7 separate regions of the Mus musculus genome follow, and regions 2, 3, 4, 5, 6 and 7 are each linked to region 1. Evidence: chromatin contacts called from public HiChIP or PLAC-seq and promoter capture Hi-C data. All regions are on one chromosome and are shown on one strand. Each heading gives the region's core, a stretch centred on a gene start, on an enhancer-like site or on the middle of the called end of the contact. The rest is flanking DNA. Distances are from core to core; before and after follow the strand shown.

What was found. Promoter capture Hi-C pulls out the DNA fragments that hold promoters and counts their contacts. HiChIP or PLAC-seq counts read pairs in DNA pulled down with a chosen protein or histone mark.
Region 2: a promoter capture Hi-C map of 3T3-L1-derived adipocytes shows a contact between it and region 1, with 8 times the contacts expected there. The contact joins the enhancer-like site here to the promoter of Bcl6 in region 1. A contact is called at or near these places in 4 of 39 promoter capture datasets (the 3T3-L1 cell line, 3T3-L1-derived adipocytes, embryonic stem cells and 1 more), 1 of 15 datasets of contacts at CTCF or cohesin (pro-B cells) and 3 of 115 datasets of contacts at active chromatin or transcription factors (astrocytes, embryonic forebrain and pro-B cells).
Region 3: a promoter capture Hi-C map of liver shows a contact between it and region 1, with 2.6 times the contacts expected there. The contact joins the enhancer-like site here to the promoter of Bcl6 in region 1. A contact is called at or near these places in 8 of 39 promoter capture datasets (the 3T3-L1 cell line, embryonic stem cells, hippocampal neurons and 3 more), 1 of 15 datasets of contacts at CTCF or cohesin (pro-B cells) and 5 of 115 datasets of contacts at active chromatin or transcription factors (astrocytes, embryonic forebrain, forebrain and 2 more).
Region 4: a contact with region 1 is called in a promoter capture Hi-C map of 3T3-L1-derived adipocytes, with 6 times the contacts expected there. The contact joins the enhancer-like site here to the promoter of Bcl6 in region 1. A contact is called at or near these places in 6 of 39 promoter capture datasets (the 3T3-L1 cell line, 3T3-L1-derived adipocytes, embryonic stem cells and 3 more) and 2 of 115 datasets of contacts at active chromatin or transcription factors (the NIH/3T3 cell line and embryonic forebrain).
Region 5: a promoter capture Hi-C map of 3T3-L1-derived adipocytes shows a contact between it and region 1, with 5 times the contacts expected there. The contact joins the enhancer-like site here to the promoter of Bcl6 in region 1. A contact is called at or near these places in 4 of 39 promoter capture datasets (the 3T3-L1 cell line, 3T3-L1-derived adipocytes and hippocampal neurons), 1 of 15 datasets of contacts at CTCF or cohesin (pro-B cells) and 6 of 115 datasets of contacts at active chromatin or transcription factors (astrocytes, differentiating embryonic stem cells, embryonic forebrain and 3 more).
Region 6: a promoter capture Hi-C map of 3T3-L1-derived adipocytes shows a contact between it and region 1, with 11 times the contacts expected there. The contact joins the enhancer-like site here to the promoter of Bcl6 in region 1. A contact is called at or near these places in 7 of 39 promoter capture datasets (the 3T3-L1 cell line, 3T3-L1-derived adipocytes, embryonic stem cells and 3 more) and 4 of 115 datasets of contacts at active chromatin or transcription factors (embryonic forebrain, forebrain, large pre-B cells and 1 more).
Region 7: a CTCF HiChIP or PLAC-seq map of pro-B cells shows a contact between it and region 1, with 22 times the contacts expected there. The contact joins the enhancer-like site here to the promoter of Bcl6 in region 1. A contact is called at or near these places in 6 of 39 promoter capture datasets (the 3T3-L1 cell line, the C10 cell line, embryonic stem cells and 2 more), 2 of 15 datasets of contacts at CTCF or cohesin (large pre-B cells and pro-B cells), 27 of 484 Hi-C or Micro-C datasets (the AtT-20 cell line, B cells, the Ba/F3 cell line and 19 more), 7 of 115 datasets of contacts at active chromatin or transcription factors (the NIH/3T3 cell line, astrocytes, cardiomyocytes and 4 more) and 1 of 9 other capture datasets (embryonic stem cells).

Annotation. Positions count from the first base shown.
Region 1 is chr16:23,987,502-23,990,201 of GRCm38.p6, forward strand. Bcl6 (B cell leukemia/lymphoma 6) reads right to left here and starts at 1,351. Exons shown (of 10, transcript NM_009744.4): 1 at 1,074-1,351. Gm31527 (a long non-coding RNA gene) reads left to right here and starts at 766. Exons shown (of 2, transcript XR_384770.3): 1 at 766-1,727.
Region 2 is chr16:25,848,124-25,851,072 of GRCm38.p6, forward strand. All of the region lies in intron 4 of Trp63 (transformation related protein 63), which reads left to right. Among named protein-coding and RNA genes, the nearest start is that of Gm24928, 150 kb to the left of the region's middle. Within about 2 kb of position 1,603, at least 23 of the 459 cell types and tissues checked have an H3K27ac peak or open chromatin away from gene starts, as enhancers often do. A contact at or near this core is called in 3T3-L1-derived adipocytes, where this site is marked.
Region 3 is chr16:25,803,812-25,806,511 of GRCm38.p6, forward strand. All of the region lies in intron 3 of Trp63 (transformation related protein 63), which reads left to right. Among named protein-coding and RNA genes, the nearest start is that of Gm24928, 100 kb to the left of the region's middle. Within about 2 kb of position 1,315, at least 24 of the 459 cell types and tissues checked have an H3K27ac peak or open chromatin away from gene starts, as enhancers often do. A contact at or near this core is called in liver, where this site is marked.
Region 4 is chr16:25,899,022-25,901,721 of GRCm38.p6, forward strand. No RefSeq gene overlaps it. Among named protein-coding and RNA genes, the nearest start is that of Gm24928, 200 kb to the left of the region's middle. Within about 2 kb of position 1,445, at least 53 of the 459 cell types and tissues checked have an H3K27ac peak or open chromatin away from gene starts, as enhancers often do. A contact at or near this core is called in 3T3-L1-derived adipocytes, the NIH/3T3 cell line and liver, where this site is marked.
Region 5 is chr16:25,745,463-25,748,405 of GRCm38.p6, forward strand. All of the region lies in intron 1 of Trp63 (transformation related protein 63), which reads left to right. Among named protein-coding and RNA genes, the nearest start is that of Gm24928, 44 kb to the left of the region's middle. Within about 2 kb of position 1,564, at least 34 of the 459 cell types and tissues checked have an H3K27ac peak or open chromatin away from gene starts, as enhancers often do.
Region 6 is chr16:25,785,243-25,787,942 of GRCm38.p6, forward strand. All of the region lies in intron 3 of Trp63 (transformation related protein 63), which reads left to right. Among named protein-coding and RNA genes, the nearest start is that of Gm24928, 84 kb to the left of the region's middle. Within about 2 kb of position 1,404, at least 15 of the 459 cell types and tissues checked have an H3K27ac peak or open chromatin away from gene starts, as enhancers often do. A contact at or near this core is called in 3T3-L1-derived adipocytes, where this site is marked.
Region 7 is chr16:25,957,493-25,960,192 of GRCm38.p6, forward strand. It overlaps P3h2 (prolyl 3-hydroxylase 2), which reads right to left. Exons shown (of 15, transcript NM_173379.3): 15 at 1,792-2,700. Among named protein-coding and RNA genes, the nearest start is that of P3h2, 150 kb to the right of the region's middle. Within about 2 kb of position 1,384, at least 67 of the 459 cell types and tissues checked have an H3K27ac peak or open chromatin away from gene starts, as enhancers often do. A contact at or near this core is called in B cells, pre-B cells and pro-B cells, where this site is marked.

The DNA.
Region 1 (2,700 bases), core at 101-2,600:
CGCCAGAAATCCCGCCACCTCTCCGGAGCTCCGGGCTGGCTGGCCAAGACCCCCCCGGGTCCCGCACGCTGAAAGCGCCGCAGGTGCAAAAAAAACAAAAAACAAAAAACAAAAAAACCGCGCACCCCTCTCCCACCCTCCCCCAAAATCCCTGTCCCGCCTTCAAGCCTCCTTCCTCGGGCTGGGCAGACCGAGCGCACCCGGGTTCCCGACTGCCTCGACTCCAACCAAGAAAGAGTAATTTTCAAAGTATTCAACGTCCCCGCCCCCCGTGCAAGCGAAGCCTTCCCAAAACACTGTCTCTCCTTGGGAAGATCACGGCTCTCAAAGGAAACTGCAGACACGATACTTCATCTGGCTTTATGACCAAAAAGAAAAGGGAAAATAAAACAACCAGCCGAGGAGTTGGCTTGCATTCCCCCCGCTGACTCCCGGCTCGGGTGCAAGGCAGGGACTGTGCGGGGCCGGGGCCGGGGCCGGGGCCGGTGGACGGCCGCCAACGCGGGCACCGGGAGAACTGAGCGGGGAGGGAGGCAGCGGCGGGGAAGGCAGTTTGCAAGCGAGCAGAGAAAGCAAGCCAAGCCGCGCGAAGCCGGCGGGGCCGCCGCGGTCCGCCCTCCCAGGCCGCGCAACCCAGCGCCCGCCGCCCCGCGCCCCTGCGTCTCCAAACACCGAAACAACACCGGGCAGGGCGGCACAGCCTCCCCGAGGCGGCCGAGGCGCTCCAAGACAGCAAAAAAAAAAAAAAAAAAAAAAAAAAAAGAAGAAGAAGAAGAAGAAGAAGAAGAAGAAGAAGAATACGTATGCGAAAAGCTAGATCCTACAGTGGGAGAGACGTGGGGCTGATCTTCGGCATTTATTTTAACACCTGACAGCTAGAATCAATAAATAGATACATTTATATCAATAGATACACATAGGAAACTTGGAGCCAAAGCATTTGGCAAAAGCGGAAAAAAAAAGAATTAAAAGGTAAAATAATGATCATGAGCAGCGGCGGCGGCAGCGGCACCAGCGGCAACAGCGGCGGCGGCGGCAGCGGCAGCGGCGGCGGCAGCAACAGCAATAATCACCTGGTGTCCGGCCTTTCCTAGAAACTTCTTGCATCACCACTTCTAAGAACCCCAGTTCTAAGAATCAACAGAGCTCAATTCTCGGAATTTGAGCTGCGGGCTTTACCATTGCTCCGCAGCAGGGGAGGACTCGGTGGCAGCGGCGCGCTCCGCAGCGCCCTCCCGGCCGGCAGAATGCCTCGGGGCCGCGCCGCTCGCCGCCCTATAGTGCGGATCGTGGTTCCCGCAGCACCGCCGCCCGGAACACCGGGGGTCCCGAGGCGGGCGCGCGCGGCTACAAGGCGACCCTCCCTGCCCCGGGCCACCGATGGAACCGCCCGCTCCGCCGCCGTCACGTGGGCTCCGTGACGTCGGCGTCTTCGCTGTAGCAAAGCTCGGCCTCTGGAATTCTGAGAACTAATTTGCTATTCGGTGACATAAGAGGGAGAGTGCGCTTTGCTTTCCCGGGGTCTGGGGCTAATTCTTCCTCTCCTACCCATAAACTCGGCTCCTCGAGCTAAATACACAAAAGGGAGCGAGAGAGTTGAGCCGTTAGAACAAGTGTGTTAGAGGCAGGTTTAGAGAGACGAGGGAGGGAGAAAACAATAAATACCACAGCTCCTTCCAGCTAGAGTATTAGGCACCACGAGAAAAATATTTGCCAAGCAGTTTTCGGTGGGTTCATTTGTTTTCTTTTTATTTGGGACAATTATGTTGGGGCGGGGGGGGGGTCCTTTGGGGATGGTGGCTTGGGATGCTCCTGTTGTATTTTAATGATTTAGGTGGGGTTTTTTTTCCGCTTCTGATTTTTGCCTTTTGCAAGTTTGTGGTGTTATGTAAATCGTCGGGACTGTCATTCGTTGGTTTTATTGTCTCCCTGCGTTCTCGCTTTCTCTCTCTCTCTCTCTCTATCTCTCTCTCTCTCTAAAGGTGCAATATTTCAACCTAATACCATTGACAGAAGCTTACATTTTTGGCCACATATGACAGCCCCAACCTCCAACACCACCACCGCTCCCCGCCCGCCCCCCCCGCCCGCCCCCCAGCCGCCCTTGGTACAATTTCCTTTTCCTCTTGGACTTTTGCTGAAGCTTTCCTGCACTTGAAAGAGATGTAAAAGGATTTGGATTGGTTTGGTTTGTTTCTTTCCAGGACAGCGAGTGGTGGGTTTACTCTGTTACTGTTGACTCTCAGGAAATTTCTTGATGCTAGAAATGTGTGTGTGGGTACGTGTAATGTTTGCCTGTTACAACATTCTGTGAAGCCAAATACATGTTTGTATTTTGCTATTTTCTTAAGGTCTTGAACATTCCCCCCACCCTTTTTTTTAAACCCCCACTGGGTTCGTTTCAAGGTCGTCGGGAGAAAGGAAAAAAAATCTCTTCAGTATGTGTTGAAGGGATCAGCCTGAGGGAATTCTAAAGGCCTGGCTGCCAGGATCACAGATACTGCGCGTATTGAGTACAGGCTGTGCTACACTAGGCGCACTGCTCGCAGCCGGGTCCTCTAGGCTTTGGAGCAGAGCTGAGGGGAGGAGAGGAGCGGAATCTTTCTTTCCCTTCTTTCTTCCTTTATTTTAAAAGGTGAATACAGGGCAGACTCCTTTCACGGTGGGCCCTGGGTTATGTGTTCATAGCTGCAGTTTCCT
Region 2 (2,949 bases), core at 353-2,852, 1.9 Mb after region 1:
ACCAATTATATGCCATTAGCTTCCATATCCTTGGTAATAATCACATATTTTCTCTCATCTAAAGGGCGTATCCAGCTTTCTACTAAGAAAAGACAAATACCCCACAGACACCAGCAAATGATCATGACTCCTTTTAGAGTAGGTGTATGGACGGAACTTCAAAGAAGCAGTACTTCTACAAGGAAAGAGAAAAGTGCTGATGATGACTATAGTATCATGTTGTTAGAAATGCCTGGTCTATCACACAGGAAGAGAGCTATAGAAGCCCCCAGCATCAAATGGTTTTTCAACCCATTTCTATTCCAAAGGATATTGTTCTCATTAGGAGGCAGAGATTGAGGAATTAGTTTACCAGGAGGCATTTTAGAAAAGAGAGAGTGTATGCCTGTGTAAGCAGCGAGTTCTATTATAGCAGCATGGAAGGAGAGGGAGGGAAGCCTCCCCCTTCAGATGTGAGGCTTTGTCTTGGACTAGGCAAAAGACACAGCCCTGTGGCAGTGTATGACCCGACAGTAGCAAAAGTACAGTTGTGAAATAGCAGTGAAATAAGATTGTGGCTGGGGGGTTAGGAGAAACTGCATTAAAGGGTCATGGCAGTTGGAAACCACTTAGCTATCACTTGCCCTTAGGCTGGGAAAATGTCCTTCCTTTCCCTCAGGCTGACTCTGAGATTCCCAAGTGACCTCAAATAACCCCCAAACCTTTTGCCCCTTCTCTTTCCTCAGCCTGATCTTAGTTTATCAAGAAAGTGGCTGAAGGTTGAGACCCATTGTCCTAGATGGCTGTGCAGCTTGTGTATGGAAGAGAAACAGTGTGACTGACAGAGGTGGTGGGATAGAGGGGGAGGTTGGGAGATGGAGGGACACAAGGAGGGAGGGAAGGGCAGAGAGGGGAGCAAGGCAAGACTTGTGTGTCTCTCGTTCCATGGAGCTTCCTTATCTGCCCCCCTCCCCTGTCATCCTGAGGACTTACAGGTGTTTCACAGGAGACAATTATAAGGTTGCAAATGAGAAGTTGTGGGTTTTAAATTCTCACTTACTCCTTGTGTGATGGTTTCTCCGAGCCTCTCACTCTTTAGGGAATTAAACAGAATAGGTCCGGTGGGGGGCGGGGGAGGGAGTGAGAAGTAAAGTTTTTCTTCCCCTTAACACTCCAGAGTGGAAGAATTTCACTGTTGAAACCTGCTCTTCTCATCCTCACTGTGGTAAATACCTGGGATTGTTAAAGAGGAAAACTAGTTGCAAATGTTTGGTCAGCACTGAGAAGAGAATCTTTTCAAACTTTCCTCTCAGCCCTCTGAGTTATTAAAGTGTATGAACATTTAACTGCTCACACGGCAGGCAATTCACCTCTCTTTAGCTTTCTGGCCCTGGTGAATATGATTTGTGGTAATACGTGAAAACTAGCTAACTATGTATTGAGCACCCGAAGACAAGTGCCTGCCACAGTCAGCTTTGAGAAGGTGACTGTGACCGTGTGCCTGGCCAGGTCTGGCTAACATGGGAACACACTGGCCATCGAGACTAGACAGAGGAGGCCATTTCACTCTGCTGAAGAGAAGGTTGCAAAATCACCAAGCAAGTATGTCAAATCTTTCTTAACTGGCTTTCCAAACTCATATCCTTCGGCAAGTAGGAGGCTGGCAGGCGCCACCCCAGCCACTGCCCCTGCCCAAGGCTGGTGCCAATATGCTTCCCTCCAGCTGCGAAGGCAAAGCTGTCTCCCCATTGGTGGGTGCCCTCACACAGCCACAGAGTTGGCTATGACCTCCAGTCAAGTCCCAGGGCACGTTCCTCTCCCTGGAAATGCTTCTACGGAATACATAACCAGTATCCCCTGATCCCCACCTGCCGGGCAGTGGACCCACTGGTTGGTCTTCAGAGTAGGGAGAAAGCAGACAGCCCACCTGCTTAATATCTGCATCTGCGGGTGAGGCCCCAGGAGGAATGTGCCGCTCCCAGCCTCAGCTCAGGTAATTAATCCCCACAACTGACAGGTGGCAACAGGCTGCCCTTTGGCTGGGGCTGTCAGGAAAAGTGCTGGAAGGAAAGATTTTTTTTCCCCCCCAAACTATCAAGAGCACAATTCGTACATGTCTGGCAGCTAGACTACTGTGGCAGGAAGAGAGGTGGGGAGAAGGAGTCCCTGCCAGGTGGCTGTGGGGCCAGTGTAGGGATTTGTTCCAGCCTGACCCTTCCTACAGAGCCAGTAGATTATGGTAGCCAGCGATCTGCCTGTGTGAGCTCATTTCCAAAGCCTTTCTTCTCTGCTGCAGATAGAGCTTGAAGGTGGAACAACTCATATTACTCAAGAAGTTGGGGTCCGAAATGATCTTGTCCATACGATTCAGAAAGTCAGTAGGAAGGTAGAGACTTTGTGCCCTTGGCTTCCTGTTCCTAATTCCAGGAAGGAAAAAAATAAAGTATTGCCTGATCCTCCCAGGAGCATAAGTAGCTGCTTCATGATGGATTTGTTTGTTTGTTTTGTTTTTGTTTTCTTTGCAGAGGGAGAGGGAGTTTAAGACAGGTTTCTCTGTGTAGCCTTGACAGTCCTGGAACTCACTCTGTAGACCAGGCCGATGCCGAATTTACAGAGATTCACCTGTCTCCGCCTCCACTTCTGGTGTGTGCCACCACTGCCCAATCCCAGTACTCCAGCAGAGATAGACCGATCTCTGTGAGTTTAAGGCTAGCCTGGTCTACAGAGTGGTTCCCAGACCATCCAGGGCTACATAGATATTTTGGGTTTTAACAACACTTCTGATACTCACTCCCTCTCTGTCCCCTTTTCCTTTCTGGTGTTTTGGTAAACAGTGCAGCATAAAACACTCACCATCTTGAATCTTGTTTAAACTCTTAAAAACAAAATCTATTCCTGGATGTGTATGCTGTCGTACTGTTTCTCCAATGAGTTTTTAGGGAATACAGTCCCTAGTTTAATGTACTCATA
Region 3 (2,700 bases), core at 65-2,564, 1.8 Mb after region 1:
CTTTTCAAATGCTACACAGAGTACAGTGAGGGTGTCGGAGGCTGATGGGCCAGCTGCTGGAATGTACTGTCCTAGAAGACAGCTACAAAAGAACATGGCTGAACTTCCTGTTGTCTAAATCATTTTCCTCACTTGCTTCATGGGGCCTTCTTCTCTTCCATCAGTGTATGCATTATGTGGTAACTTCATGGCCAGGTCCTGTTACGACTGGCTTCCCTGTCTGTGCGGGCTTCTCATTAATATCTAGTGCTGCCTCTAAATATTTGGGTCCACTTGCTTCTGTGACTATGGAGTTTTAATAAAGAACAAATGGCACTTTGATATTCATGTTCATCTGTACCCATCAACATAGAAATAGCAAGAATTGTTAAACCTGGATAGATTGAGGATATAAAAGGAATGTAATATCTAACAAAGATTGTTTAATAACTATAATGTACTCTGACTTAAAATAATTTTTTAAACTTACTGGGAATTTGAGTTGATAATTCAAAGATTAGTAAAGGCGCAGCATGTTCCCTCCCTGTACTCTCTTCAACTTTCCAGTTATTCCCCTGCAGCAGAGCTGGACTTAGGAAAGCTGCTAATGAGCAGGAAAGGGTCCAGAGGGAAGACGGCTATGGCAAGAAGTGACAGGCAGGGCTTAAAGTTGTGGCCTTGTGTGACAATGGGGAAGTAACAAGCCTGCACTGGGACCTAGTGCCAAGCTTGAAACCATCCCAGATTCAGATAGAGTGTCACAAGGAAGGAATTTCTTCCCAGATCAAACTCTACTTTCTAAAACAACAACACAACAAAAAGGAACGAACAAACAAAAGCCCTAGACTGGTGCCCCCACCCCTGCTATAATAATACATCGGTATCTCTGTGTGTGTGTGTGTGTGTGTGTCTTTGTCTATGTGCAGGCTCATGTGTGTACATGTGTATGTGTGTGTCTGTGTGGGGGCTCCTATGTGTGGGTGGGGGTGGGGGGGAAGGCTGGTGATAGGGTAGGGAAGAGAGAAGATATGAGAAGACAAGAGGACAACTTTGTTTCAGGAAGATCTTTGCTGAACCAACCCTAGTTTGGAGAGGGAAAAGGACCTTTTTGTGAAATGATACTAAATAGAGACCAAGACTCAAACCTCTCCATTTTACTACTTGGAGTCGATTGTTTCTCATTTTGTATTTGAGAGTGCTCTATGTATGCCACTATGTACTATTTACTACTTTGTATCTGGCACTGTGTGGAGCAGCTCTATACACTCTGAAGAGGACTGTTGTAACTCAGGGAGCTGCCCAGAGAGATTTCCATGAAGTACTTATGCAATGCTTCGGGGAAAGTGCTGTGGCAGCAGCTAGAGCCCTGGGCAGGCCAGGTCACTGACCTCGGGGCCTGCATGGTCCAGGCAGGCAAGCTTTCCCTATCTCTGGCCTTTTCTAGTGGCTGTATTTTAAATGGGGGGCAGTGTTCTACTTCTTTGTTAGTAAATGCCAGTCCTAAGGGTTCCCATGCAGGGCTTGAGATAAGGAACCTTCTCAGACCAAGAACAGTGGCAGGCATCAGCTGTAGATTGACTACGGGTGTCAGCCACATAGTCACTCACGAGGCTGCCTTGCCCTACCTGTTTTCCAATTGAGTGCCCTCAAGCCCAGAAGGGACTGGGAGAAAGAGATCTTAGATGGCAGATCATAGATCATACCTTCCTCGCTACTATTGGAAAAGAGATGGTCTAATAAAGAAACACTTATCCTTTATCTAGATAAGGGGAAGCTTGTTTGTTCTGGTTGTTTTTTAGGAGAGCAGTGATCCTCAACAGGGGTGTGTGTGGGGGGGGGGGGGGCAAAAGAATGAATGAATGTTACCCACAGCAGCCCGACAGGACTGGCTGTTCTTTCCGCAAACTACATTCATTTCTTAAACACAAATCGGCCACAAACTTTCCTAGGTTTGAACACAGGATTTAGAATGAATTCCGTACTCTGCCCTGTTAATGAAGGATGTGTCTGTGGCCATGAGATGTGGTTCATCAAGGAGGATTTGAGTGAAAAGGCTAAGAAATATGTTACCACTAGCTTTCTTTGGTGTGTGCTTAGGAGAAAGGAACGTAGGGTAAAAATATCTTCTCTTGCAGCTATCAAGTCAAACTGTTTGCTTTGTTGTTGAATGTTTTTCACCTTTGATTTTATATTGATAATAAAAAAGGGATAGAGACAGCACTAATGATCAAAAGAGAACTCAGTTAAAAAAGAAAGTCTTTTCGGAATTGCCATAAGGTTTATTTATAGTTGTACTTGTTTTGAAGATGGCAGTGTTTTCTAAACCTAGTGGACTAACCCCTCTCCTTTGATACCTGACGACAAGAAGGTTGGGTGGTGGGCAAAGGTGTTCTCTATCATCCATTGCTAATTTTAACGGTGCTTATAGAGAGTATCCAGCAGAACAGGGGATTTGGGATTTAGAACACAATGACTTGAAATGTCAAAAGGAAAGGTAGCTACTCCAGAAGTTCATCTGATTCACAGTGGAAGACTTCAGTGCGGTAGGGAAGTGTAAGCAAAATGCAAAGTGTCAGAGCAGAATAAAAACCCCTCCTAGGACAATCAGGAAATCCCATATGTATATGCTGGATGCAGCTGAACTTGAAGGGACAGACAGAGCTCTCTTAAGTCTAGACTTGGAAGAAGGAAGGAAGATTTTTTTAAGGGAAATGATAAAAC
Region 4 (2,700 bases), core at 195-2,694, 1.9 Mb after region 1:
CAACCAGACAAATCAGAGTCCCACAGAGGAATCTGTGCTCAGTATGTATTTTAAGCATTGGAAACTCATTCCTTCTTAAGAGAAACTTGCCACAGAAAGTGAGTGTCGCATGGGTATAGTTCAGAAGTGTGCAGTTCATCAGTGTAGAGCAGTGTTTTAAAAGTCATGTTGGGTGTGTCTTTGAAATTTATGAGATTTGTAACTCCCTACACTAAGTCCAAGTCTGTGTTTGTGCCAAGTGGGTGGCAAGTACTGGCAGGTGAACTTCCCCTTCATGGGGTTTATCAGAATTCTCGACCTACGACCTCAGAAGACCAGAATTTTGTAATCCAAATAAAAGTTAGATATAGAGAGAAAGGGAACAGGAAGTACTTTCAAGTAGAGAGCTGAGATCAGAAATAACAGGAAATGAAGCATGCAATATGCACACGACTCACCTGAGATTTTCTCTATGACATGAGAACACAACCGCTTTATCTCTTGGATAAACTGGGATGATTTAATGCAAGGGGTGATTTCTAATCACTGGGTGCTACGTTGTATTGGTTAATCATTGTGCTCTTTTTTGTTTCAGCTAAGTTCCTATGAGCTGATCTAACAGCCTTCCAACTTATTATTGCCTTCATAATACTACTCTATCTCAGGAATAATTAAAACCCATAGAAAGCATGTGAAAACACTTTTAATACTTAGAATGCTGAATGTAGATGTTTTAAAAGAATAGAAAAAAAAAACCCACAGAAGACCTATTGCCAGATCCTCAGCTGCGAAATGAGTAGAGAATTCTGTCGTGTCATTTCATGGGGCTTCCTGCCAAAGACACTTTGGAAATGTTTAGGAACTTTGAACTCAGAATTGTGGAAATTACAGTGTCATCCAGCACCAACACCCTTTGTGTATTAATACAAAGGCTAACACTTTGTAAATATCCATAAGAGAAATCAGAAAAAGGATTGCCTGTGTACAATTTATTCTCAACTACCTTTGAGAAGGGCAACCCTATGTCCCTTACTTTTGCTTTTAGATTTTTCTCCAGACCCTTAAAGAGTTGTTAGCCCAATTTACTCACTTCTAAACAGCACAGAGTGAGTAAAAGTCTGTTCAAGTTCATTAGTTTTTCCTGATTCCCTTCTTTTATTCCGCAGAAGACACCCATGATATATTTCATTCTCCCCTCAAGCCTGTAGTTCCCAGCTTAGCTGGTAGTGCTCTTTGGTGGATTTGATAGACAGGGCAAAGACACTATTTGCATATCACCATGTCTCAAACCTGACCTTGGAGATAGCTGCATGCCACCCGCTCCTTATAAATGCACACCCTCAGGTCCATGACACCTTCAAGAGTCACATACTCACAAAAAGCTATCCCTAAGCCTGGCCTCACCAAAGCTCACCAAACGGTACCACACTGTTCAGTAGCTGTCTAGTGTTTGGTCAGCAGTGAGCAATCAGTGGAAGCTCTGTCTGCTCCAAGACTGCCTAGCTTCTTCCCTTGGATAATATCCTATTCATCAGAGAGCAGCTTGGCTGCCTTTCTCTCTGTCTTTCATCTCCTTCGCCTCATTACTTCTTGTCCTGCAGTACAATACCACAGTCTTTGCTCATCATCACAGCCTCTATAACACTTTGACCTCCCTTGGTGAGGGTGGCAGGAGAGTGAATGCCTAGTCTCTCCCATGATTGTAATGCATTCTTTCCCTCCCTGGGGAAAAGGTCTCCTCTGTCTCTTGGCTGAAAGATGATTTTCTTCCAGACTGCCCTCCAATTATTTCCAGTGTGCTTGCCTAATACCGATCTCTCTCCTTATGTTGAGTGGAATGGGTGTCTTCATGGTGAGGAAATCAGGGATGATGCATACTGGTAAGTGTGAGAAAATGATGCATACATTGATCTAAGCCAAAGATTTGTGCATACGTGGTGTCATGTGGTCTTGGTTCTCTTTGAATTTCCTGTCAAAAACATGACTCAGCTTCTTCTGATACTGTGCAAAGCAGTTCATGGTGAACCAGCTAACTTGTATCTTCAATTCCATTTTAGCGCAACCTCTCCTGACCTGTCCTTACTGTAAGCCTCTCTTCTTGGCCACAGCTCTTCCCTTGTTACTCTGTCTCCATGGGACTTGTCAAAGAAGACTTTGGAGTACAAGTGATTGATTGCCTACTGTGGCTCATTTCCACCTTCATGCTGGTTTTAGCCGTAGACACTTGTGTCCAGGAAGCACTCTAGAACCCACATTATGTAGGTACTTGTGGATTTCATAGTCTTACTTATCTGTATCACCTCTTGATGACTCTGCCAGTTGGTTCAATTTTTTCCTTCTGTTTCTAAATGCAAAACAGAATGTTCGTTCATAGTACCTGGATAAATGATGGGCAACATTCTAGACTGCACCTGTAGAAAACAAATCCCTGAGTGAGTGAGTGAGTGAGTGAGTGAGTGAGTGAGTGAATATGTGAGTGAGTGCCTTTGCCTGTCTGTCAAGAATTCCTTTGGCAACATCCCTTCACACTAGTATGTCAAGAATCAGAAGAGGCAACATCAACAAAGTGAAAAACAAATGAAAAGTTGCCTCTGTATCAATTTTAACAGAAATCTCTATGCATATCACTAGGAAAAACAGATAAAAACAAAAAGTGGATCTTGTGCTGGCTAGGTTTATGTCATCTGAGAGTACATGCCTTGTCACAGAACTTTCCCTGTA
Region 5 (2,943 bases), core at 314-2,813, 1.8 Mb after region 1:
AACAGAAACACATTTCCTAAATAGTTAAGGCAATAATTAATCTTGTTTTAACTGAAAACAAGAGGAATCAATATTATTTATTTCTGAGACAGGATCTTGATATGTAGCACACATTGAGCTAAACTTATCACCTTTTTCCTGAGACACATGAATGCAGAAATAATCACAAGGGTGAAGAGGCAAGCTCCTATTGTTTTTAAGTTATGTGTAGGCATGTATGTCTAAGGCAGGAGGTACAGACCATTATGAACTGCTGGACAATCTCTGGTCCTCTAGAATCTCAGCAGCAGGTGTTCTAAAGCCGTTGAGTAATCTCTCCAGCCCTCCTGGTTCTTAGGAAAGATTGTGAAGAAAATGTTTGTGTGCTTTATTTGAGAAATACAGATGCTTTTGAAAGCATGTTTTCCCTAATGAATATTTCTATGGATCATTGCTCTCTCCTCTGAGTTATAATTTTAAAGATGACACACTTAAGAGAGGAGGTGCACGTGTGAGCTATTCACCAGAGCAAAGCTACTTTTAAGGAATGACACATCAAGGACTGTGGTTCTCTCTTTAGATGCAAGGCCTTACAACTTAACCTTGTTTCCACTTTCTTTGTTCATAAGACAGAAAGCGTTTACTACTTATATTTCATGGCCATAGCATATCAATGAGGAAATATATGTATCTATAAATATGTTAGATCATTTGAAACAAAGACAAAATAAGATCGTTACTTAGTAATAGCTCAAAAAAAAAAAAAAAAAAAGATGTGTTGTATGGCAACCAGTTATCAAGTATTTATCCTATTTTTCAAAGGTATGCTTTTCTTTCTTCCTTTCTTTTTCTTTTCCTTTCTTTTTGTCTTTTCTTTTTTAAAAATGGATTTAGAATATCCACTTGTGTCATGGAGGTCTGTGCACGTGTTAGGGAAAGGGCTGCTGAGAAGAGAAAATATACCCAGAGCATCCTTGCAGGTAGAGTTTGTGAGGGGATTCTCCATTCTTTGGGGTGGTTACTATCTCTATGTTGTCAAAGGAATGAAGTAACTTGTTTAAATTCTGAGATCAATTCATGAACAACTTAGGATCTGAGTCAAGCTACAAACTTCAGGACCCCAGAAAAGTTTCTCAGCTTTCAATCTGCTGCTGTGGAAACTTCTGTTTATGGCTAAAATAGGAAAGGGTGGAGCTAATTTAATTAAAATAAATGATTTATAACATTAACCAAAGAGCTTTCTTTTTAGCTCCTCTCAATGTTTCCATTTCACTTTTAGCTGCTGGTTTGTATCATGTCTTATTTTATCTTCCTGGTCTATCCAACTGCAGTTCCCGGACTTACAAAAATATACTTGCTAAACACAAGTTAAAGGGCAAGACGGACTTCAGTCTCTACGTTGTTTTATGTGATTGAAATGTTCATCTCAGAGAGTGCCTGTTTCTCCTTGGGCTGCAGGAAGGTGAAGGAAGATGAGTGGCTTGATGAAGTTAGGGAAATTCCAGAGGATGGGGGTTGCCAGATTGCTTGCTGCCTCTGGATTGCCAAGCTCCACCTCCTGCTCTTTGTGCACAGCTGTGGGCTTCATTAAATTGTGATGTCTACAAATCACATCTGCGTTAAAATGCAGAGCAGGGGGAATTCCTGAACACTGGCTGCTGCCAAGTTCCTGGAGTTTTAACAACACTCTGATCAGACTGCCTCCCTCTCCTTGGAAACTATAAATAAGTCCAATATTAAGAGTATTTTCTTCAATCATAATGTCTATCCATTCACTCGGAGGGTTTGGAATATGTGTGAGGACCAATGATGGCGCCCCTGTCTATAGCACTATGGTGTGGACATGGGTTGTCAAATAGTAGAATTGATATAGTTAATGATTTTTCCTTTGGGTGAGAACATCACTTAACCTTATAAGCACAGTTTTGTTTTTGATTTTATTTTCTCACCCCAATGTGATTTTCAAGAAGTACCTTGTGGAATTTAGGCCTTAATGATTTAGTTTCTTCTCTGCTTGGGCAGGGTAACTCAACAGGCATGTGCATTGTATTCATTATATGGAGAGTTTGTATTTGAAAGGTCCAGGGCTGTGTTAATCGTGACAGAAGATGTGAGACAAAGCTCACGGGCATGAGCAGAGGCACGGGATGCTGGCTATGAAGAGAATATCCTCGGGTTGTCATAAGGATGCAGTGGGAATACAGAGAGAGCCATGGGGTCCATCAGGAGTGATAGAAGGTCCAAGAAGGAAATAACCATGGCTCCAGGCTTTGAAAAACAGGTAGTTGAAAACAAACATATGTAGGTACTGCAAGAGAAGGGAAACATGAAACAGAGGTACGAAGAATAAAGGTGGTGTACAGAACATTGAACATGTGTGTTCCTTGTGTTGAAATCGGGCTGTGATCACTGGAAAGCCACCATTCATTTACTTCTAAAAATTAAAAAAAAGAAATAGCTTGCTTACCTCCCATGGGTATAATGTCTTCAGTGACACTGCTTAGATTCTTACACTGATGTTGGATAACAGAGGAAGAACCAGGTGAATGGGTGGGACATCCATAATAGGAAACTGTCCGGCTGGCTGGATAGGGCATCCATAATGGGAAGCTGCCCTGCTGGGGCTAGTGGGCAGACATGGGAAGAGTGGTTTTGGAAGAACTATAGACATGGGGGTCTGTAGGTAATGGAAGAATCAAAGAAGTGGAGTCTAGAGGGTCTGCCCTCCTCTGGGAAGTTTTAGTAAGCAGTATGGAAAAGGAAAACAGAATAGTTCAAACAGGCATATTTTGTTTCCAGTACATACCCTCCACAAACACCATAATAGGCCACAGCAGTCATTGACACACATCATGCTTCCTCTGTTTCAAGCTATGAGGAAGGCCAGAATATAAATATACAAGTACTACACCAATAAAATCCAGTAAGAGCTCCACAGTAGTGTGGAGAAAGACAGATCTATTT
Region 6 (2,700 bases), core at 154-2,653, 1.8 Mb after region 1:
TGAGATCACTGGGTTGGTCTTAAAACTTTCACCATTGTAATTACTGATCTGACTGCTTTTTCTTTTATAACAGTACATATTTATATAAAACTCCTTGGTAGAAGACCAGTATGACCAAGAACTGCTAAAGGTTTCTTTGGCTGATCTCTCACTTATCTGCAAAATCCTTGCCCATGGGCGAAAGGTCTAGACATTGTCTGTGCTGTGAATCAGGTCAGCTCCCAACAACATCCGGGAAGTTGGTGAACTGCTTAACTTCTTTGATGGATAATTCCCCATTTAACGTTTGTCTGCCTGCCTGTTGTTTTAGTGGGATGATCATCCTCAGTAGGACTGAGAGCACATCAGAAACCCAGTTTGCTTGAGTGTGATAGTGACAGATGTTGCTCATGTTTGCATGTCAAATCATAAGGGTTTGGAAGCATTCCTTTGATGACAGTTAAGTAAACAAACTATGTAATAATAAGTCTAGGAATTCATTGAGATATTCAGCTAATTTACTTCTGGTCTGTGACCCAAATTTTAGCCTTCCAAGCAGAGCACCTATTTTGAATTTACTGGAAAACCAGGTCACATAAGCTCACCCTCTCTCTCAGGATGACAGGGCCAGGATGGAAGGGGAAGATGGGCTGGCATGTGAACTTTTTACTAATAAAGACACAGATGCACAGTAAAGGAAGGGTGCAGCCCAAGAGTATACAGCCAACCGATGAATGAGCCAGCCAGATGACCAGGTCTCTGAATGTAGGGTCTGTCCTTTAAAACCATGCATCTGTGTTTTATTTCTTAAAGCTAACCCTCCCTCAGCAATAATATGAATATCATACTACCAGTCATTTTGTAAGACCTTCCCTCTCAGATATTTAGTGTTTATTCAATGCTAAATTTGATGCCTAGACTGCCGTGCTTCATGACAAAGTGCAATGAATCTCTGCTTCATTTCCAAGACTTGGGCTGTAATAGCCGAGTATATATATATTATATATATATATATAAAATAGCCGAGCATATATATATGTCTATAGCCGATATATATATATATATATATATATATATATATATATATCTCCATCCATCCTTCCCCAGCCTTGGTGGTAAAATGATCTAGTTTTTTACAAGTCTGCCCTTTCAAGAAGGCTAAGCAGGACATCCAATCCTCCCTTTGTAGTAAGACAGGATGCCAGAGACATGACTGTTACTGCAGACAGAAGTGGGCTTCCAGGGAAGAATAAGCAGAGACGTGGGTAACGAGGAGATAGTAGTTTGGGTGTGCACTTGCAGTCTCGCTGAGCAGCTAAAGCTTGCTGTATCTGAAAGCATCAAGGCCCCTCACATCACGGAAAAGCTTCACCTCTGCTCATACTCAACTCCTGCTCTCCTGCTTTTTAAATGAGGACAAGATGTTCCAAAAACTACCAGCAGTGATATTTTTTTTTTTCTTTTTCTGGGAAGCTGAGTCAAAGTAAGATGAAGCAATACCTCTGAAAGTTATCTTGATCTTGATGTAATGTTTTTCTATATGCACTTTCCTCCACAATGTGTAACTCGGGGGAAAAAATCAAGCAAACAAAAACTCTCAGTGTTAGCAAGTGAGGCATCCTTCCTGTATGTTAATTAATCCCCTCTTGTTGTGTCAGAATCATTCTCTCTAAGCAATTCTCATTCTTGCATTGATTTATTTTTTCACTCCTCCAAATTCTTCCTTGGGAATCTTATTTTAGGTGAGTCTTTAGACAGTAAATGTGTCAGACAGCTTCAAGCTACTGTGGCTGCAAGAAGTCATGACGAGAAGCTGTGTTAGCAGGGTTGACGGACCTCATTAGAGATGCCAGAGCATCTTAATTTTGTACACATCTTGGAAATTCAGACGATCTGATACATCACCAAACCAACAATTATTTCCTTATAGGTAGACTAGGACTCACAAATCAGAGGTCAATTCCCAGGAGAACTGGAGAACCCAGCCAGACCCAAATGTTATTAGGTCATTTGGTAAGTTTCCTCTTTATTTCACAGGGAGAATGATTTTCTGGAGGCTAAGACATTGAACACTAAGTGACACTGACATTAAAGACACTGCTTACAACTTTATATGCCCCAGTACAGGGGAATGCCAGGGCCAAAAAGTGGGAGTGGGTGGGTAGGGGAGTGTGGGGGGGACTTTTGGGATAGCATTGGAAATGTAAATGAGGAAAATACCTAATTAAAAAACACTGCTTACTTATCATGTCCATTTATTGAATTTTGTTTGTTTGTTTTGCTAGCTCTGGCGAGTGAGTGTGTCCGTGTGAGTGTGTCTGTATCTGTGTAATTATAGAACTCTTTGGGTTAGAGACGATCTCAAAGGTCACCAGATTTAACCTCCCCAGCATCCTGGCCTTTAACTCTGTAATTACTAAATAGAAGCTTCTGCCTTCTAATTCTCTTAGAGGGAAGCAAGGGGGGAAAAATGTCATCCGGTTCATTCTCTGATCACAGGAAAAATGTCAAGCTGGGGAGAGGTTTGTTGGTTCCACAAGTGTGAAGATCTGAACTTGATCCCCAGTACCCACCTACAAAACTGGCGGTGGTAGCATGTGCTAGAGATCTGTGCTGGGAGCCTAAAGACAGGACAGCCTTCAGGCCTCACCAGATAGCCAGTGTAGCCTGCCTGGTGAGCCACAGGCCAGTGGGAGCCACTTTCTCAAATAGAAAGTGTGT
Region 7 (2,700 bases), core at 134-2,633, 2.0 Mb after region 1:
GTCTACAGGCAGTCATTACAGTGTTCATGGCTCTCTTTGTCTTCCACTGTTAAATGGGCATTGTATCCCATGCTTAGAACATATGTGCATTCTCCAGGAAAGACCATATTTAGTGTTATATCTGTTCGATACAGTATTATGATGATGAAAACCAGCCTTTGAAATATAGAACTTTGAAAAAGGAAAGGACAAATGGTCCTTAAGTGATAAAAAAGTAAGACTTTGTTATTTACTCTGCTGTGAGCTTAGGGTCCATGTGTGTAAACAAGGGAAAAGGTGGCCCTGGTGGAAGGATCTAGACCTGCAGAGGCATGGATGAGAGAGGCAAGTTCCATCTTTGGCCAAAGAGGTAAACGTACAAATTCTCTAGGTAGAGGGAGCCCTGCATCTAGATTTCAGCCTCACAGGCAAGGCATTCTTGCATCCCCTATTCCAACAGCGGTGGCTTCAGTCCTACTCCTGTCTGCTCTAACTCAGTCATCACAGCATCATGTCGGAGCCTCAGTTTTTGCCCAAAGTGAAAGAGGCAACTGGATTGTAATCTCTTTGGCTTTCTTCAGCCCTTATAACTACAAATATTCGAATGGGATTTTCCACTTATTTGCAAACAGGACTATTTAACATATAGACTCTAATTTCTGAGTTTGGCTTTCCTAAGTCATTCGATGGCACTCCCTAAATATTTGAATGAAATTATGCATGGTTTGATGTGGAGCAGATTAAAAAAATGAATGCTTTAGTAGATCTTCGATGTTCCAGGTGTAAAGCAACATGGCCAACCAGCAGAACGGGAACAACCACTCCCTGCTGTCAGCGTGACACACGATGGGATCGCACACAACAGTGGCGGCATCTACTGAGGCGCTTACCCACTTTCTATGGGCTGGATGGCACATTCTGTGCTGAAGCTGCTGCCTCTCCCAGGGCACGAGCGCACCCAGGAAACAAGAACTGTGCAGAGCCAAGGTCTGATTTCTTTGTTGATGTCTTGTAACCAGAAAACAGAAATTAGATCCTTGCCCAGATCTGTCTATCATGGAGTTTTTGTGCCAGCAAGTGCTTTGCAGTGAAGAGCAAACAAATTAACTGCTTCACATATCACGAACTGTCAACCCTAAAGTCGGGGTAAAAGTTTCATAGCCCTGTAGTAGCCCTGTGGTGACGTCACTTGCCACTCTCAGATGTTAGCAGAAAAAAACTTGCTTGTATTTTTTAATATTTCTAATATTAGTCTTGCTATTGGTTTATGTTCAGTTTGAATCTTGAGGAAGGCATAGGGTTTTGGAAACAATTATAATGAATGACACCATTTTCAGAAGAGGAACTGGAGTCCAGAAAGAGGAAGCGAGTTAGTTGCTTTAGGTCACCCGGGAATTGAGAGCTTTGCCCAGTCTTCCACGGCAGAGATACATCCTGAATTCTGGTTTGGCAGTGGTAGGCCAACAGCACACAGCACTGAAGTTGAATTTCTCAGTTCCACCGAGCAAAGTCTTCTTAGCCCTAACCAGATCACAAGTGGCAGAAAGTGAACCTCCCCCTTTACTGGAGCACATTGCAACAGTGGGTGTGGTCTGAGAGCAGAGCCTTTGCAGTGAACCCCGAAGTCTTTGAGTTCTCTGAATTAACACTCCAGCTCGCTAGCCAGTCTTGTTCCCTCCAAAGCAAGTTACCCACTTTCTTGCAGACCACTGTCTGCTGGCAGAGTTGTCATGGTCCATGTGTTCCTGGGTTGTCCCAGATAGTTACAAAAACATCATTGGAAGATAAAATAGGTGTGCATCGGAAGACAAGTTCTGTAACAAGGATCCCTTTATTAAACACTTCAGACACAGCATGCCTGTGTGAGCTGACAGCAGCAGGAAGAGGAGGCTGCCCAACAGAAGCCATTGAGGTGCAGCCTGTGAGAAACAGCTCTGAATTTATACCAGCAGGAGCCCCTCTCCAGCAGCAATAGTGCCTAGGGCAGGGCAATTTAAGGTATTCATTCTTCCATCACCACTGGGGGTGAACCTACACTGCTGGAACCCCTGTTTAGGTGTCCCCTCTTACAGAGCACTGTGGAGGGGAATCAGAACTTCATTTGAAAACACCAGTCCTAACATTCTACCCAAGGGGACCCCGTGCCATAGTCCTTAATCCAGTGGTGGCTTCCTCAAGCCTGAAAGATGCTGTTCTCTGTGATTCTTGGGACTTGGCAGACTGTGTCCTGGGAGCTCCTGTAGACACAAGGCAAACTTGCTGTGAAGAGTCTGAACTCTCAGCCAATGGAACCATGAAAGGTGATGGGGGAAAGGCAGCAAACCATAGAAGCCTGAGACCAATTCACATCCTATCTTTAGACCTCGGGGCACACTCTAGCTGTGGGGTGCTGAGTGCAGGCTGATCATGTTGATATTCTGAATATGCTGCAAAGTAACTGTGTGTGTGTGTGTGTGTGTGTGTGTGTGTGTGTGTGTGTGTGTGTGTGTGCCATGTAGTGTTTGTGTATCTGGGTGGTATGTGTTTCTGTATGTTTATGTTTGTCTTATGTATGTGTGGCGTATTTGGGAGTTTGTGCCATGTGTACATGGCCTGTGTGCACTTCTGTAGTGTAAATTCTGTTGCATGTTTACTGGTGTGACATGAAGAGTGTGGGTGTTGTGACTCAGTGCGGTGTGTGCTTGAGGGTGTGAATGGGCTCTGAATGATGAACTGAAGCAA